Linked DNA regions of Mus musculus: all the other regions are linked to region 3. The links are chromatin contacts, called in public ChIA-PET and promoter capture Hi-C maps. All regions are on one chromosome and are shown on one strand. The core of a region is the stretch at or near the end of the contact, and the rest is flanking DNA. Distances in the headings are between cores, read along the strand shown. Region 1 overlaps Ttc7b (tetratricopeptide repeat domain 7B). Region 2 holds the start of Gpr68 (G protein-coupled receptor 68). Region 3 holds the start of Rps6ka5 (ribosomal protein S6 kinase, polypeptide 5).

Region 1 (4,315 bases), core at 406-2,905, 220 kb after region 3:
CCAAGGCAACTCTTGTCAGAGGAAGCATTTACTTGGGGTTGAGTTCATCATCCTGGCAGACGTGGTGCTGGAGCAGTGGTGCGAGCTTTATATCCCGATCCACAGGCAGCAGGCAGAGAGAGAGGGACCCTGGGCCTGACCACCCAGAGACATTCCTCCTAGTCCTTCCAAACACTTCATCAGCTGGGGCTTGGCTTACAGACATAGGAGTCTTTGGGGGCCATTCTCACTCAAACCGCTACAGAAAGTGTTGGGGTCCAGATGCCTGGCTCTTTAGAGGGGCCAAGGGAGCAGGAAGTATGAGGACAGCATCAACAGTGACAGCAAATGTGACAGGGGTTTCATGTGGCGCTACATGTGACAGAGGCCTAGAGCTGAGGACAAATGTGTCAGCTGACTCACAGAACTAAGTGACTACCCATGGCTGGCAGACTCCACATCAACACTGTGAAACCAGCAGGATGTCCGGGAGTTGCCTATACAATGGGAATGCAGATAAATGTTACCACTAGACTGTCAAGTCCTCGAGCTGGACCTTTTGGTTAAGTTTGCTCATTGCCATATCCCAAGTACTACTGCTAGGCACACAGCAGGTACACAGTTAATGATTTATGTACCCTGAGCCCTAATAACAGTGTCAGGTACACAGTGGCGCACAGTTAATGAATACGCCACCCCTGAGGACTTTCGAGACTCATTTACTCTTCAAACACTGAATCTCTGCTGAGGACCACCCATTGCCCTGAGGCCGCAGAGTGACTTCTGAGACCTACTCACGTGTCTAGACTTAGAGTACGGAGATGGAGTAGAAGCTGCTCAGGTCAGGGCTGGGTGTGGAAGTGGGATGAGGGCCATGGCAGCCCACAGGATGGAGTCTGAGACCCTGTCCAAATGCAGGACTGTCTGTGTTGGGTGACTTCCCTGGCTTGCTTGCCTGGGGCTCTGTGTATATTCTGGCTGGTAGTTGCTGTTAGGGACAGTGAACACCCAAGCCCTTTCCTCCCCAGGGCTCCCCAGGGCTGTGGGTATCCAAGGAGTCTTTCCCAGAACACAGGGATAGCTCTGGGTAGCTCTATTGCCCTCTTTAGCCCTTATTTCTGCCTGCCTAAAGACTGCTTACTCTGTCCTGGGAGGCCTGGCTCTCTGGACATGCTGCTCCTCCCTCACCCTTGTGGATCCAAAGGCTTTCCCTCAAGCTCCCTAGTTCCCAGGAGTGGCCAGTTGACAAGGGGCCTTCTGTAGGGCATGCCTAGCCCATGGCCTGCAGCAATTGCAACTTTTTCTCCCTGGCCCAGGCTGAAGGAGTTGACTCTACTAAATCTTGGGCCCAGAAGCCTGGGAATAGGGTCTCTGAAAAGCTATGCAACTTCCCATGGAGTCCCCTGCCTGCCTCTGCCCATTGTCCTGGCACTGAAGTCTTACTAGAAATGGAGAATTCATCAGGCCCAGCCCCTTATCACAGTTCCTTCCCTCTTCACGAGTGTCCTTTGTGCCAGGACTCAGGGTCTCTATCTCTTCACAGGTCATGGTACTTGAGGATGGACCCAACATGGGCTTTGACTCCTCTGGGAGATCCTGTCAACTCTCTCTGGGTGGGTCTGACTTGAGTATGTGGAGCTGGCTTCCTGAGAAGGTCATTTCCTAGACTCTGGGCTAGCCTGATAACATCCTCTGGCCTGTGGTTGCTTCCTGTCCTCAGAGCTCCGGAGAAGGCTAGATCAACCCTAGGCAACTGGTTTACGGGTTTTCTTTTGTTTCTTGAGTTGAGTTTCTCCAGCGGAAGTATGTGTTCACAATCATGTGGTGTGTGAGTATGTGTATTAGAAAGGAAATATGAGCAAGTACAGGGTGAATATGTGACGGTAAATGTGTGTGTGAGCATGTGCATGAGAGTGTATGTTAGAAAGTAAGTGTGAGGGGTTGGAGAGATGGCTCAGCAGTAAAGAGCACTGACTGCTCCTCCAGAAGTCCTGAGTTCAATTCCCAGCAACCATATGGTGGCTCACAACCATCTGTAAAGGGATCTGATGCCCTCTTCTGGTGTGTTTGAAGACAGCTACAGTGTACTCACATACATAAAATAAATAAATCTAATCTAATTAAAAAAAAGAAAGAAAGAAATGACTGTCTGAGCTTCGGCCCTTGTCATTCACTTGGCCACTTCCCGGAAGCAGTGGACCACACCTGCTGGGTTCCTGCTGAGACTTCTCCCCAGAATGCTTTTCCCATAAGTCTCATTTTGGTTTCTGTAGCAGACATGCCCTGATTTTTTTTTTTTTTTCTAGACCTTTCCCCTCAGTTTCTTTTAGGTTTGATCTGGACTTGACTTGAAAACTGAATGTCACTGCAGGTTGAACTTGGCCTCATGCTTCTACTTCTGTAAATGGTGCTCTGGTGCCCCTGCCCACCATGAGGTCTGCAGTAGATGTGTCTTTAATCCCTCTCCCTTTTCACAGGCCCTGTGTCAGAGCTTCTAGTGGCTGCTGTAACAAATTATCCTCAGTTGGACAGTTGTATCCTCTTGGCATTGTGGAGGTGAAGAGTCAGAAAGTGGTTAATCAGGGGTCACTCAGGTGTTAATTCCAGGGTCAATCAAGTGGCGCTCCACAGGTGGCGTGTCTCTCCTCTGCCTGGGTTGTGTAGCTTCTGTGTGTTGTGTGGCTCCTACCCTCTGTTGTGTTAGAAGGCAGCTCGTATCAGGACAGATCACACCAGGCCAGTACAGCTCCACGAGAAGAGGGTTTATTGGGGGGTAGAAGGGGAAGAAGGGGCAACGATGAAGAAGAGAGGGTCAGGGGTCTCTGCCTTTAATTTGGGCCATGACGTAATCACATGCCCTACTGTGCACAGGTAAGGCGGCAGGCAGGTGAAGGGACGACTGGGAATGTAGACAAAAGGCTAACACCCTCTTCTCCGACTTTAGAGTGAACAGTGTAGCCTCCCATCTCTGCTCTGTAGCCACATCTCCTGAATGCAGACCTGTGCTCACACAATTCAGGATAATCCTTCCATCTCCAGGCCCTTCACACTGTCCCATAAAATGCATTCACACCTTCCCGAGATCATGGTGTGGAACTGCTGGGGCCATATTCCCAGCACAGTCCAGGAGCAGGCCTGGTTTGTTTTGCCTCTGGGTTATATTCCCACTTTCTTCCCTCACTCTTGTCTGAGTTGCTGTCTCCTCACTGGGAAAATCTAGTCCTGTTCGGTCCTCTCACTGAGTCCACTTGCCACACAGCAGACGGAGGAGCTCTCAGAAACTCAAGTCAGGGCATGTCATCCACTGCTCACACACCTCCAAGACTTTTGCACTGAGCTTGTCCAAGGGCACAGCTTTCTCTCGGGTCCTAGACCATGCCACCTGACACCTCCCCTCTCTGGAATGCCCTTCTCACAGATCTTTGACTTCCTGACTCTGTTGTCACTATCTCAAGAACCCTTTCCTTGGAGAGTCTCTGCCTGGCTGTGGACACTTGTTCATGTCTCAGAGAATCAGGTTGGAGAGAGAGAAGCAAATGCTGGTTTTCTGCAGACCGTTTCCTCTTGCCTTTTGTAGTATTTGGTTTAGGATACAGACTATAAGGTAGTGCTGCCCATGTTCAGGGAAGGCCTTTCTTCCTCTGGTAAATTTGGTAGAGTAGTCTCACACCTCTGTTAAATGTCCTCATACATATCTCCAGAGGTGTGTCTCCTAGGTGGTTTTAAATCTAGTGAAATTGACAGTAAATTTAGCCATCACACCCTGCATAAGTTGAAAGTAGTGTTAGTTGAAAATGCATTTAGTAGACTCAGTGGGCCAAGAGTCATAGCTTTCTTAGCCTGATAGCACTTAGATTACCTCACAGTTAGAGAAAAATCACCCAACACAAATACCTGGGTGCACACATGGGTGATGTGCTTGCAAGGATGATGGAAAGCCACCCAAACATTTTGAGGGAGTCCTTTCTACATTAGTAGTAAACTTGGAAAAGATATTCACAATCTAGAGTATTGGTTTTTATTTTACACCATTATAAAGTTGGAAACTGGGCTGGCGAGATGGCTCAGTGGTTAAGAGCGCCGACTGCTCTTCCGAAGGTCCCGAGTTCAAATCCCAGCAACCACACGGTGGCTCACAACCATCCGTAACGAAATCTGATACCCTCTTCTGGAGTGTCTGAAGACAGCTACAGTGTACTTACATATAATAAATAAATAAATCTTTAAAAATAAAGTTGGAAACTTATTAAGTTCATTGTAAATGAGGGATCTTCTGTAGAGTACAAGATGAATGAATGCTCACCCCATACTGTCTGCCTTCTCGCAGCCCTTTACC
Region 2 (4,483 bases), core at 1,297-3,796, 170 kb before region 3:
CTTTATAGCAAACTATTGCCACATCATGGCTGAACTCCAGAGAGTCGGAAGCACAGATAGCCAGCTGACAGTGGGCTTTAAAACAGTGTTCTTTCCTGGAGGGAGGGACAGAGGTGAAACATTATTGAATGAAACAGTTTTAGGATTCTGAGCTCCCATAGCATCCAGCTGGGCATGCACTTAGGAAGTTTGCAGCACCTCTGTTTTTCAGTCTATGAGATGGAGAGAATGAGACTCATTGCAATAAAACTCAGGTGTAAGCTCTAAGGATACAGGAAACACCAAAAAACATAGCAGGAAGCCATGCGGTGGCGGCACACGCCTTTAATCAGCACTGGGGGGGGCGGGGGGGCAGAGGCAGGATGATCATATACACTCCTGTCTAGCTCGGACTTCTCAGGAGACCCTGTTTTAGAAACCAAGAGAAGAAAGGGGTATCTGGAATGTTGAATAGCAATATCAATTGGCATGGATTAAATGTTCATTGCTGTGTGCAGAGTCTTGAGCTGAGAAGGCGACCCTTGGTTTAACTCATGTGACATGACCGACCCTCTCTTAGGTAGTGTCCCCATCTTCAGGCAGGGAAAGGCTCACAAAATGGTAAAAGACTGAGCGAAGGTCACCCTGTCAGTATGAAGGGCTGGAATTTAAAGCCAGGTGCTCTGGCTTTCTAACCCGAACTCTTAGCTATATTCAGAATGACAATTTAAACAAAAAGAAAGGCAGGGGTGGAGGAATCGGGGAGGGGGGGTGGTGTGGGGAGGTGGAGGTGAAGTGGTGTGTGTGTGTGGGTGGGGAGGTGACAGACATGTAGGTAATCCCTGGGGCTCTCTAGCCAACCAGTCTAGAAGGTGGTGAGCTTTGAACTCAGGGAAAGACCTTGTCTCAAAAAACCAGGCGGGGTGCCCTCCACACACAGAAGTACATGCATGTATGCACACCACACACAAGATTTACAACGTTCACTACACTCACACATACGAATACAAATTAGGAAAAAAAAAAAACAACGATGAACATTTTCAGGCACAGATAGTTTATTCTGGAAAATTCCATTTGTGAACATTTTTCAAAAAGGAGGGACTTCACAATGGGAACCAGAGAGCAGGCTGAGCCAGTCTCTGTCAGCACCAGAAGAGAAACACCCCCCACCCCACCCCCGCTATTTTGGCTGCTCTTGTACCTTCTGCCTTCTGTGAAAAGTCCCACCTAGAGCAGTAGTTCTCAGCCTGTGTGTCTCCACCCCTATAGGATTGAGTGACCTTTTCACAGGGGTCATCTCAGACCATTGGGGAAAACACAGATATTTACATTATGATTCGTACAGTCGCAAAATTACAGTCATGAAGTATCAATGAAAATAATTTTATGATTGGGGGGTAGGTCACAGCATTAGGAAGGTTGAGAACTACTGACCTAAAGACTACATCCTAGCACCCTGAGCTACCCAAAGGGCTTGGCAGCCACTGACATAGATCTACTCTGTCCCTCTCTAGTCTACACCTCGGTTTGCACTCCATCTCTACCCTGTCTCCCTGTCTCAGACTTGAGCTTTGCAGACCCCCCACCAACCGGTTCAGACATTTATTTCATAGATTCAAGCATGGGTCTCGCAGACAGGCAACTGCATGCCAGCAATCCTACCAGGCAGTGTGAAGACCTCTGGGAAGTGTATCAGTGAAGTCACCAGCCCAAACTGGGAAAGTTCAGAAAATGAGAGGCAGAGGCAAAGGGTCTTGGGGGTGGGGGGTGGGGGGCGGGGGGTGGGGGTGGGGGTAAGACCCACAGGAGCCCAGGTATGCACTTGTGAGAGACCTAGATACAAGGTGGCATAGGGTGGGATGTAGATTTGAATCTCAAAGGCTTCATTAAGTAAGTGGGTGGCCTCGGGCAAGCTATTTGTCCTCTCGTGCCTCAATTTCTCTCCATTATAAATGGGAAAAATAGTAGCACTTGCCTCGTAGAGTTAATCAAATCAACACGTTTAGGTGCGTATAACAAGGCAAACTGTGACTATTTGCTATTAGTGTTTAGGGCAGTATGTAGGGCAGAGGACAGTAAGTTTTCCTTGATGTTTCCATAAAACCAGAGAAGGTCATTCATTATGTCCTTGACTATACCCGCTGGCTCTGGGACAGGGTCTGGGATCCAGAGGCTAAGCCCCAAGCTTCCAGCAGGTAGAGAAAGGCCCAGAACTGTGACACCCACCTCATTTAATGAGTGGATACGTTAGAGACCGAAGATGAACGCAGAAAGGCTCTCTACCTTCCTCCCAGCTTCCCACGTTGGGTTTCAGCGTCCCTGGGAGCGCCTGTGGCTGAAGAAGTCCCCTAGTGCTTCAGCAGCTTGGCTTCTTCCGCAGAGCCAGTCTCTAGGTCAGGATGCTAGCAGGGAGGGGGATGGGGGTGCTGCACCTCCGGGACCGGCGAGCGCTCAGGCCACCTCGGCCCTTCTAGCAGGCGCCTCATCTGTGGCTTGCGGTCAGTGTGAGCTGCAGGGCGTGGACCGACAGGTCTGGCTGTGCCTGACTAGGGTTGGGAGCGGGAGGAATCTCGCACAACGTGGCCCAGAGTGGCTAGGAGAAAGGGACCTGCGTGCCTTGCAGGAGTCCCCAGCCTTTCCAGGAGGCGCACGCACTGCACCAGAGGACATCAGGCCCGCGTCCCAGACTGTCGCTGCACAGGTATGTGTTCCCGCGAGCCAGGCTCCTTCCTTTTGCCATGGTTACTGGTCGCTGGCTTACCAGGGTCGGGAGAAGCGAGGTCTGCTGGGTTCTGAGTCCTGCTCCGGAGCGCAGGGTCGGGTGTGCTTGCGCTCCGGGCCGGCCAGCAAAGGATGCGGGAGCGGCGGCACAAGAGGCGGGCACACCCCCAAACACCACCGTATGCGTGCGGTGAACCCGCAGAATTGACTGTGACCGAAGTCAGCAGGGAATGTCTGCCCTGGAGCGCCAGCGCCCCGGGTCCCTCTCCTGGGTCCAGTGTCTCTTTATGTGGTCGCCACTGGGTTTAGCAGCCGCCCCCGCGGCTGGCTCCGTGGCCACCTGGTAATTTCTTCACCCTCAAAAAAAAGTATGAGACCTCTAACCCTTCATTTACCCAGTTCTGGTGATCTAAAGATTGCATTGGGGTCCTTTTCTATTCACACTCGAGTCTTCGTGGCCCTTCTTCCAACAGGCTCAGAGCTCAAACGCTGAGACCCAAACAATTCTCATGTCCTTACCTTCTGCTCTGGGGGGTAGGGCGGGGAGGGGAGGTTGGGTGGAGCTGGCCCACTGCCAGTCAGCAGGAGCAATAATAACACTTGCTGGTCTGAACGCTTAAATCCCCTCTGGGAATCAAATGTCCGGGAGAAAAAGCTGTGTCCCAGGTCTGGATGAAGGAACAGGTGGACGAAAGCGTGACAGGCGCTAAGGCAGCAAGCCTTCTGGGGTTCAGCACTGGTTTGGTGCCAATGTGCCAGAGGCCTTGGGCATGTCTTGCTGTGAGGGGGTTGGGAAGGATACCTGTGGGTAGATGAATCAACCCTAGAGTTTAATGAGGTGGCATGTGGCAGTCGCTTGCCCTCCCATCTGACACAAATCATATAGTCAAGGCTACGACCTGCTTCATTCTTTTGGCCCCCTGCCTGCATCTCCACCTCTCAACCCAGAGGGAGAGGGGAATTTCCTGAGCTCAGTGGGCTGGGCCGGCTGTATAGGGACCTCTTTCAGTTCCCTGGCCAGTTCCAGAACTTCATGGCTCATTTAAAGCCACTTCTGTTCATTAGAGTTTGGGGCTCCTCTTCCTCTTTTTTTTTTTAAATTTGTTTCTTCACCCTTTCTCTCCTTTCTACTCCCCAGGGGGCTACATGCACGCCATGTGCATTGCTGGTCCGAATGCCCTCCTTTCAAACTTCAGTTGACCCTTCTAAGAAAAGAGACTTGCCTCTAGAGCTCACTCTCTAGTGTAGCGATGAGACCACACACAGGCAAAGCTTGCACCTCCACATAGATGCCAACTCTGAGAATTCCCCTCCCCACCCTCTCTCTGCTGCAGCTTCTTGTTGAAAGGCACACAAAAGGAAGAGATTTATCGGACAGGGACTAGAGTCAGAAGGACTGTTAAGCTGAGATCTCCAGGGGCTTAGCATCCAAATTCCTGTTTCAGCTGGTGGACCCCAGCCAATGTACTTTCCCTCTCTGAACCTTCATATATTGCAGGGAAATAGAGATGACAATACTTACTTGATAGAGTGAATAAAAATAAATAAAATTAAATAACCCTGCAAATGAGTCCAGTACATGGTAGACCCTAAAGTGTTTTGGGAGATAAGAATACTAATGTTCCCACTAGCCACTGTGGCAGAGCAAACCACTTTAAATGTGTGAGCTCCAGCTAGGAGCAGTTGATGGCTTCTGTGGGAGGAAGACTCAGTCTTCTTTAAGGGGGTGACCCATGCGTGATAGGTCAACTCTGATCCACACATAGAAGTGGGGCTCATA
Region 3 (4,038 bases), core at 1,099-3,598:
CTTTCCAGAAAAATTGAGTAGTTATAAATGAGAGTCTACGGCTCACACAGCCTTGGATTTGCTATCTGTCCTCTAACAGGAAGATAGTTTGCCCATTCTTCATCTAATCCATGTGCAATTTAGAAGATCATTTTTGCATTGTTTATGCTCGTCTTTTCTTTTCTCATTATCACCTACTTCCGCTACAGAAATTAAGCTGTCAGTGCTACACTTGCAATACATTCTTTCCCAGTGAGTCCTCTCTTCCCGTCAGCCTCATGGGATTCGACAAGTTATAAGAGAGTGACTTTGCTGTTCTAACTAGTGTAGGGGACTTCATTACTAAATAACTTCTGTGCCTCAGTGTAACATTTACGATCCCTCATTGTCTTAAGGACACGGTTCATCTTCATTCTCAGTTTGCCCGGATTTGGAACCACCTGGGAGACACACCTGTGGGTGTCTCTTTAATGGCATCTCCAGGGAGGCTTAACAGGGAAGATCCACCCTAGCTGTGCTGGGTGTCCTGGATTTAATAGAAAGGAGACTGCTGAGTACCACAGTTTAGCGCTGTCTGCTTCTGACCACAGACACAACTTGACCAAGTGGTCTCCTGTTCCTCCATCTTCCCGCCTCCATGATACACTCTATCCTTAAAATGTAAGTCACTCCCCGACCCTGCCCAGGTCTTTCTTTTTTCTCTTTTGAGTGTTTTTAAGAAAAGGTTTCTCTGTGTAGCCCTGACTATCCTAGAACTCGATATGTAGACAAGGCTGGCTTTGAATTCACAGAGATCTGCCTGCCTCTGCCTCCTGAGTGCTGGGATTAAAGGTCAGTGCCACCACACCTGTTCTTTCTTTAGAATGCTTCTGTCAGGTGTTTTTGTTTTGTTTTGGGTTTTTTTGTTTTGGTTTTTTTTTTTGTTTGTTTGTTTTGTTTTTTTGTTTTTTTTTTTCCAAGAAGGAAAATAAAGATACACTCATCTTTCCTATACAGCTGTTTCCCTTACACTTCATTTAGCCTACCTGTTACTTAGGTCACCAGCATTTGATCTCCTCTAGACCTAGGCTCACAGCTTACCTCTGTGTGAAATGTCTCCAGTTTTGTCTTACTTGCCCTTTAAATTGGCTATCCAGATTTTCTCCTTGCCCTAAAAGCCTTGAGAATAATCGTTGCCATCTGTGCCATTCTCTAATGCTTAATACTGGTTCACAGTTTTGTTTAAATTCTTTATAGTTTCCTGTGCCTGTATACAAGTTGCCCATCTCTCGAGTTCCGTTAATAGCTTTTCAGGAGCAGAAATTGAATCTTATTTTATGATTCACCACACTCTTTGAGTTTCTTAAACATGAAAAATTGGGATGAGGATGTAGTTTAACTGGTAGACTGCTCGCCTAGCATTCATAAAGCTGGAGAGTTCAATCTCCCGCATGTCATAAGCAAGGCATGGTGGCACATACTGCGAATTCCAGCACTGGGAGGTGGTGCTAGACGTACCAGGGGGTCAAGGCTAGGCTGAGCTACACTCCCCACCTCCACAAGTTATTATTTCAGATTTCTCATCCGGAGCCAGAACCTTGACTTTTTGTGTATAGGAGCTACCTGTATTTAATTTTTAAACGTAATTTAGTTTTGCCTTGTGTGAGCGATACATGCCCTTAATTAAAGCTTGTGTGGAGGTCGGAGGTCAACATGTTAGTTCTTTTTCATTATATGGGAACTGCACTGTGGTTGTCCACGTCTGGCCGCAAGCACTTTTACCCACGGAACCATCTTGCCGGCTCCTACCTGTATTTAAACACAAAATTCATTTAATTTATTTAGTGCTACAGAGAATAGTATCATTCGAAGACATGCCATCTTCCAGACAGTCACACATTTGTGGGCCGTTCCCTAGGACCCTCAGACGCGCGCGAGCGCAAACACGTGGGTGACAAGTGCTTCCCTCCAGGACCCTCCTTTGTCCACTGTGATTGGCGGACCAAGCGGTCCAATCGTCTTTCCCCGCCTCTTTCCGCAGTAGCCAATCAGAGGTCCGGAGCGCCTCCTGACTACTAGATACTGTTTACTAACAGATCGAAGCTGGGAATAAGGGGTGTGACCATTCTGGGGAGGTCAGGAGAGGGAAGGCCTGCCTGCGCGTGCGCACCAAAGCGAGTAGGTGGGGCATTCCGTGGGTCTTGCCAATCGGAGCGTTCGCGCTCCTCCCTCTCCTGCCTCCCCGCCAAGCAACAACAATTCGAGCAGCGGGGCGGGGCGGCTCCTGAAACGTCAGGACTAGCCGCCCAATGGGAACGGGCGCTGGCAGACGCGCGCGCGCTGCGCCCAATAGCGCTGGTGGCTCAGGGCTGTCTCCTGGGCTGGCTGTGGGAGGAGCGGCCTGGAGGAGGAGGTGGAGGCGCAGGGCGCGGGGTTGTGCCGTACTAGCGGTGCCCGCTGAGGGGAGGAGGCGGAGGAGCTGCACGGCCAGAGCGGGAAAGAGACTCGCCTCAGTGTCGGAGTTGTGGCGCTGCGGCAGCTCGGCTCCTGGAGCTGTGGAGAGACGGGGCGTCTGCTGTCCCATCAGGTTCCCCTAAGAGCGACCCGCGCGATCGGAAAGAGGGTGAAGATGGAGGGGGAGGGCGGCGGCAGCGGCGGCGCGGGCACCAGCGGGGACAGCGGCGACGGCGGCGAGCAGCTCCTTACTGTCAAGCACGAGCTGCGGACCGGTGAGCGACCCCGCCCTCTGCTGGCCGGGCCAGCCGCGGAGGCGCGCCTGAGAGCCGGCATGGGTGCGCGCACAGGCCAAAAGGGGCGCGGGCTGGGGGGGACGGGCCCGGGGCGGGGCTTCGCGGGCGGGGAATAGTCCGGGGGTCCTGGGAGGCTCTGGGCACGGAGAGGAAAGTTTGCTCCTGCTGGGCCCCCAGTTTCCGACCCAGCCTGGGAAGATGCCTTTATGCCCCCTTTCCTGCATAGGTGACATATCTGTCACTACACGCTGTCTCGAGGGAAAGGTACTCTTTCCCTCAAGAGGTGAGCTGTGTGGAGCTGTGTGTGATGGAGCTTGAAGCTTGAACTCACTTTACCCTGCACCTCTGCCTGGGATGGTTCAGGTGTGAGGGGAGTGTGTGTGTTTGTGTGTGTATGTATGTCTGTACCATCCCTAAGGGACAGCGATCCTGCGAGAGGGGTATTGGTTCTCGGTTAGTCTCTGGTGAAGGAAAAAGGCTTCGTGGTCCTCTGGAATTAAGTCCTTTCTCTCAGAGTTATCGTGAAGTACTATACTCTCTGAAATTTGCCAGGTCTTTTGGCAAGCAGCCTCTATAAATGTAAAGTTTTGGGTGAAAGGCTTCACTAGGCGACTTAAGTGCTTGCATCCCCTGTGCTGGAGATCAGTAAAGCTCCGTGTGCTAAGCTTTTTACTTTTGCTTTTTCATTGTGTAATTCCGGGGTTTGTTTTGGAAAATTCTTATCTGGACCAATTGGTAAAGTTTGGGTCTCCCCAGCCCCATGGAGTCAGGTCTCCCCTTACACTATCATTTCTGCATGGAGAATGTGTTAGAGTGGATCGATAGTTATTAGTGTCAGTGGTTTTAAGATTTTTGACACTTAAGTCTTTGGCACATTATATTAAGTAGACACAAATGGCAAATGGCAGGTTTCAGGTAGAAAGCGGGTCCACCTTGCTGCTGTTTGGAACAGATTGAAACAGATGGATAAAGTTAACTACAACCCACAATTCTTGATTGCCCATTAGTATCTTTGGTGCCAGTCTTATGACTTAGTATAAGATGTAAATTCATGCCTTCTCATTTATCAGTATAAGCACTGCAGTTTTGATGGTTCTGACTCTATAATGTATCCTGACCCAGTTATTCCATAGTATTTTTGAATTCCTCACATAAACAGTGTAGATTCCCTTGGTTGAGATCTTCACTCCAAATGTTATCAAAAAGTGATGTTTTCAACGGGATTTTAAGCCATTTTTCTCAGTATACATGTATGTAGTGTTAATGCCCAGTTTACACCAGGAGCAGTGTCACATTTTCTAGAGTAAGGATTTTGGTCCACCTCCCCCCC

What was found. Promoter capture Hi-C pulls out the DNA fragments that hold promoters and counts their contacts. ChIA-PET counts read pairs in DNA pulled down with a chosen protein or histone mark.
Region 1: a contact with region 3 is called in a promoter capture Hi-C map of macrophages, with 5 read pairs. The contact joins the enhancer-like site here to the promoter of Rps6ka5 in region 3. A contact is called at or near these places in 2 of 39 promoter capture datasets (macrophages and neutrophils), 2 of 484 Hi-C or Micro-C datasets (embryonic stem cells and natural killer cells), 1 of 115 datasets of contacts at active chromatin or transcription factors (effector CD8 T cells) and 2 of 9 other capture datasets (adipose tissue and liver).
Region 2: an RNA polymerase II ChIA-PET map of memory CD8 T cells shows a contact between it and region 3, with 448 read pairs. The contact joins the promoter of Gpr68 here to the promoter of Rps6ka5 in region 3. A contact is called at or near these places in 8 of 39 promoter capture datasets (the 3T3-L1 cell line, the C10 cell line, the HPC-7 cell line and 4 more), 9 of 484 Hi-C or Micro-C datasets (CD4 T cells, bone marrow-derived macrophages, cardiomyocytes and 6 more), 4 of 115 datasets of contacts at active chromatin or transcription factors (CD8 T cells, bone marrow-derived macrophages, effector CD8 T cells and 1 more) and 3 of 9 other capture datasets (adipose tissue, liver and pancreatic islet).

What each region holds. Positions count from the first base shown.
Region 1 is chr12:100,506,226-100,510,540 of GRCm38.p6, reverse strand. All of the region lies in intron 1 of Ttc7b (tetratricopeptide repeat domain 7B), which reads left to right. Among named protein-coding and RNA genes, the nearest start is that of Ttc7b, 12 kb to the left of the region's middle. Within about 2 kb of position 1,655, at least 73 of the 459 cell types and tissues checked have an H3K27ac peak or open chromatin away from gene starts, as enhancers often do. A contact at or near this core is called in adipose tissue, effector CD8 T cells, macrophages and 1 more, where this site is marked.
Region 2 is chr12:100,897,443-100,901,925 of GRCm38.p6, reverse strand. Gpr68 (G protein-coupled receptor 68) reads left to right here and starts at 2,546. Exons shown (of 3, transcript NM_001177674.2): 1 at 2,546-2,683. It overlaps Gm36572 (a long non-coding RNA gene), which reads right to left. Exons shown (of 5, transcript XR_381840.4): 3 at 2,209-3,505.
Region 3 is chr12:100,723,430-100,727,467 of GRCm38.p6, reverse strand. Rps6ka5 (ribosomal protein S6 kinase, polypeptide 5) reads left to right here and starts at 2,348. Exons shown (of 17, transcript NM_001330702.1): 1 at 2,348-2,687. The coding sequence starts at 2,588.